2 separate regions of the Gossypium hirsutum genome follow, and region 1 is linked to region 2. The links are chromatin contacts, called in public Hi-C maps. All regions are on one chromosome and are shown on one strand. The core of a region is the stretch at or near the end of the contact, and the rest is flanking DNA. Distances in the headings are between cores, read along the strand shown.

Evidence for each region. A called contact is a pair of places that touch in the nucleus more often than the background predicts.
Region 1: a Hi-C map of leaf shows a contact between it and region 2, with 2.4 times the contacts expected there. The contact joins the promoter of LOC107920160 here to the promoter of LOC121225607 in region 2. A contact is called at or near these places in 2 of 34 Hi-C or Micro-C datasets (both in leaf).

The regions. Positions count from the first base shown.
Region 1 is chrD13:3,510,697-3,513,396 of Gossypium_hirsutum_v2.1, forward strand. LOC107920160 (NADH dehydrogenase [ubiquinone] iron-sulfur protein 8-B, mitochondrial) reads right to left here and starts at 1,421. Exons shown (of 8, transcript XM_016849703.2): 1 at 1,188-1,421; 2 at 923-1,001; 3 at 267-320; 4 at 80-171; 5 at 1-2. The coding sequence starts at 1,241.
Region 2 is chrD13:3,354,533-3,357,335 of Gossypium_hirsutum_v2.1, forward strand. LOC121225607 (phosphoribosylaminoimidazole carboxylase, chloroplastic) reads left to right here and starts at 1,520. Exons shown (of 17, transcript XM_041109988.1): 1 at 1,520-1,754; 2 at 2,184-2,475; 3 at 2,600-2,803. The coding sequence starts at 2,246.

The DNA.
Region 1 (2,700 bases), core at 171-2,670, 160 kb after region 2:
ATCTGCATAAGGAAAGATAGTTTGCATCATACTTTTGCTTCAATCTAAGCCCAAAGAGAATGATTAGGAAGATGCTTACAGTAACTTTTCTTTCAAAGAAGTACTTGAGTGTCAGCATGAGACCCCGAACCATTTCAGTTAGAAACAGCGTGTTTATGCTTCTTTCGAAAACTGCAATTGTGCAGAATACGAGAAACCAATCACTTCCTAAAAGAAAATGATGTAAAAAGCAATGGAAACAGAGACATTCTGGCGCACTACATTACCAGAACTCCAGTCCTTTGAAATCTCCTTTGCAAGCTGCTCTCTTTCTTCATCATCTACAATTTACAAATAAAAACATCCATGAACAAACGTGGGGATCATTAGCTATGCACTTAAAAGCACTCATATGCATTTTCTAGAGCTCTGTTACAAGAAATCACTATTTCTACAGCAAATTCTGAATTGGTTCGCATGATCCCAGTCAAGAAACACTAGCGATCCAATTCAGTAAGACTAGTGATCCCCTAACACAAGGTTTATTATAATATTATTGAGTAAAACAAATAATTCACAAAACTTCAAATTTTATTTATTCAGAATTATGTGTTTATATAAATATAAAAGCTATATACATACATATACATAAAAGTTCCAAAGAAATGTTTTAGGTTCCAATAAATAGCATTTCGTTCCTAACAAATGATCCAGAGAAGAGTACCCTATCGAATTAGGTTTTACAAAATGTAGCGATTTGTGTTCCGACCGATCTGGTAAAACTGTTCTAGTTGTATTTCTGGTAGACCAATGAATCCAAATAGAAAAGGAACTGCATTTTACACCATTTCCACACTCTTTTCGAAATTCAAACCATGACATATAAACATGTAAACATTGAGGTTTAGATAAAAATGAGAAGACGATGAAATAAAAGGCCAACCTTTCTGCGTGCCATATGAGCGTGAACTGAGTCGCAACCCGTAGTGTTGTGAACCCTGCAACACTTGCCCTGACACAGCCTATACATATATATACATTCATAAAAATTTTCAAAAAAAAAAAATCCTTACAAAAGAAAATTGAACTAAAAATCGTTTTTTTGATAAAAAATATTACGAAATTATTTAGCTTAAATCTAGATAAAAAGATCTGAAAAGCAAAATAATGATTAGGTTCTAGAGGAGGATGAAGAAACGAGTTCTTACGAGGTGTCGAGCTCGGAGAGCGTTGAGAGAGTTACGAGCGAAGATTGCAGCCATTGATTTTGATTGAAGCTGGTGTTAATCCGGCGGATGAAGACGATCAGATCGTCGCCGAGCAGAGCTGTACAACCAAGGAACTGGAAAAAAAAAAATCTCCCGATTAATTGAGGCGTTTTCACGATGCCTTCGATAGAATCGGTTCGACTTGAAACACCAAAACGGCAACGTTTATGGGTTTGCAATTGCAAGCCTATTACAGTAACTGGGGCAAGAGTATTTTCTTAATGTGGGCTTCAGGGAGAGAATATTCCCTAACGGGCTAAGCCCAAGAATAACACATTCATGTTTGATTACGGTGTCGTTTTCGTTATTCATAGAAAAATTGTACTCATGGTCGGGCTTGGGTTTATAGTTTTTGACTTTGAGCTGACTCGGTTTAATCTGTTTTATTGTTTAAAAAAATAAAAAAAATAATTTTATACAAACATTTATACACTTTTATAAATAAATTTAAATAAAGAATATTTACTTATTATTTTAAATAGAGAAACGAATAATTTAGACAATTCTAATTTGAATTCAGTCTTAAAAATATTTTGAAAAAACAATGAATAGATAGGTGTTATGTAAGGCCTTCCTTAGTATATAGATATAAATTAAATCTCAAAATTAAGTGAAATATATGGACCAAAATTAAAATTTATTAGAAATTAGAAGGATTAAAACTAAAATTTAACCATAATATTTTCATGTAAAAAGAATAATGGATAGATTAGACCAATTAAAAAAAATAAATTGAATTAAAAGTAATTGATCATTTAAAATACAAAAAAAAATTATTATCTATTACATGCCGTTATTCATACATTTATTATTTTTGCTATCTCATTAGAAATAATACTATGTCTATTAGGCCTCCTTTGATTTGGCTTTTAATGCCAGCGAAGTGCAGTTGGGGTAAATATCTGCTACCAACCTCACTGTTATGCTATTTGGTTCAGTATGCCAGTTCAGTGAAGAGGCATTTCCACCACACTGATATGCTGAAAATCAGTTGGAAGTTTCAGCAGTAATTGAAATTCACTGAGCTGTTGGTATTTTTAACAGACAAAAATACCCATAATTTTATTTATTATTTTACCATTTTATCCTTGAAAGTTAAACTAATTTCTTTCCCAATCTTGAAAGTTACAAATCATCCGTTTAGATACTTCAAAATTTGATCCAAGTATAATGTTACTATTTGTGAAAATAATATTTATCATTGTTATAAAAGAATATTTAACTATAAAAAATTAAAAATAATTATCATTTTATCTATTAAATAATTTAAATTGATTATATAATTTATTAAAATATTTATAATAAAATATTGGAAGATACATTTTAATATTTTATTAAATTAGTTTATAAATTCACATATTTTAATAATTTTATAAAATTAAAATAATTTAAAAACTTTTATTATATATCAATTCTAATATGATGTCCTTAATAGTCATTTTTTATTCTCACC
Region 2 (2,803 bases), core at 270-2,769:
CAAAGACATGAGGGGTATTTCCGTCAAAATAGCGGAATCTTAATTAACCATTAAAAAAATAAAGACAAAAAGTATTGATTTAAGGGCAAATAACCAATAAAAGCCCATTTATTTTTAAAATTACCGAAATGGGCCAGGTCTTGAATTAATTATCACAATAGATAAATTTTCCCAAAAATGCGTTGTCAGGGGATAAAGCAGGAAAACGCTTCCTCAAGGAAGTGCTTTGTGTCCACGTGGACAAAGCGCTTCCTTGAGGAAACACTTTCTCTATTTTTTAAGGTTTAGGATTTTTTCCAATTAAGATTAAGGTTTGAGAATTTTTAGGATTTTAAATTTTAGGGTTTTAAGGGAAAAAGTTAAATATATAAGGGTGTAAGGTTTCTTAATTAAATTAATTATAAATTTTAAAAAATTATAAGTTATTTATAAAATATTTATTAAGTCTAACTTTATTTAAATATAGTTAAATGTTAATTACAATTATTATATTTTTTCTCAAATTTTGAATTTAAACTTCTACAGTTTAAAATATATATTAAATATTAAAATATTAAAATTTATGTTAAATTCCATTAAATAAAGTTATTAATACTTATTTATAAATCATTCTCTAACAACCAATAAAAAATTTACCCATGATCTTAAGACCTTAAGGAATTATTATCCCTAAAATATTCTATTATTAATATGATTGTATTATATTAAATTTCATTTTTTTGCGTATTATATTATATTAATATTTTTAATTTATTATAAATTTAAAATTACAAAAAAAGATAAATTTAATATATATATAAACTTTTAACTCTCTTTTTTTTGTTTTTCATAAAAAATTCTTTTTCTATTTTAAAATTTGAAAATACAAAAATTCATTATATATTTTATTTTTAATTTATTATTAAAAAAATCTTTTAATAAATTTAATTTTTACTAAAAACATTTAATTTTATTATTTTATTTTTTAAAAGAGTTTAAAATATATAACGAATAAAAATTACATTTATTAGATTTTTTCTTAAAAACCTTAAACACTAAACCCTAATCTATTTTTTTTAAATTTATAATTAATTTACTCAAGTAACCCTAAACCCTAATTTATTTGATTTTTTCCTTGAAAACTATAAATGCTAAACCCTAATCTAATTTTTTAAAATTTATAGTTAATTTAATTAAGAAATCCTAAACCCTTATTTATTTAATTTTTCCCTTAAAACCCTAAAATCTAAAATCTCAAAAACTCCAAAATCCTAAACCCTAAAAAATGGGAAAAATACTTTTTCAAGGAAGCGTATTGTCTACGTGGATACAAAACGCGCCCTCAAGGAAGCGTTTTCTATCCACGTGGACAAAGCGCTTCTTTGAGGAAGCGTTTTCCTACTTTATCCCCTGACAACGCGCTCACGTGGACGCGTTTTTTGGGGAAAGGGTCCATTTCGGTAATTAATTCAGGACCTGTCTCATTTTGGTAATTTTAAAAATAAAGGGGCTTTTATTGGTTATTGTCCCTATAATTTTTAGACCAAAGGCTTATCTACGTAATCTCCACCGTATACGGCTCTCAACGAATCCTTAATAGGTAAAACCAACCAGACCAGATCACGGCGGCGCCCTTGAAACAAAAATAGGTCCCTATTCCAAGGAGGGAAAGCTTAAAACAAAAAAGCATAAATACAGGCGCCCCCCTTGAACACAAAAAAGCACAAAAAGCACAAAAAGCACGGCCACCATAAAATATCAATCTGCATTTTCAGGTATTTTTTTCTTCATTTTTTCATTTTTTTTCTGGTTGATTTAGTTGTTTTTTTTTGCGTACTTTTCATTGTTAGATTTAGTTTCAAATAGATTGAATCTATTTTGAATTTTTTGTAAAGAAAATCAAAATATACCTTTGATTTTTAATCTGCATTTTCAGTTACGTTTTTTTTTCATTTTTTTCGGTTGATTTCGCTTTTTTTTTTGCTTACTTTTCATTTTGTTTTTTATTGTTAGATTAAGTTGAAACAGATTAATTTTAAATTTTTTTTTGAAGATTTCTTGCGTTTCAAAGCTCAGATTTGGATTTCTTTTGTCACAATCTAGTTGTTTTCTCTGAAATTTTTTTCCGACGATTATTTATCTCTTTGAGTTTGGATACGCTGAACATCTCATTTGCCGGATTTAATCTGTTTTTTTATCTGTAGCTATCAATTGCTGGTACTTTCAAGCAGTAGATCTTTTGTTTTGATAAGAAACGCAGCTATCAATGGCTGTGTTTTCGAGCCCCACCTTTGAAGCAGTATTTTCTTTCGAGCCATCTCAGTTTCTTTCCCGGCCACCATCATCTCTCTCACTCCGCTTCTTCTCTGTATCTATCGCGGCCGATAACCGCAACCGCAACCATCGCCTCTGGCACTCTTCTTCTTCGAAACTCTACAATCCCACCTTCGCTTGCCGCGCCTCATGTGACTCTCACGAGACTGACTCCTCTCACAGGTTTTTTTATTTTTCTGGCAATTTATATGTTTCCAACGAAAACAAAAGAATACAAACTTTGAGTCTTTTTTGTTATTGTGACTTATTTACGTTCAAATGGTTTTTTTTGCTTTCTTTTTTGTAGGAAGGACCATGATTCTTCAGTTCATGATCTATCCAAAAAGATAGTTGGTGTATTAGGAGGAGGGCAATTGGGTCGTATGTTATGCCAAGCAGCTTCCAAGATGGCCATTAAAGTTATGGTTTTGGACCCTTCAGAGAATTGCCCAGCTAGTGCCCTTGCTTATGATCACATGGTTGGGAGCTTTGATGACAGTGCTACTGTTGA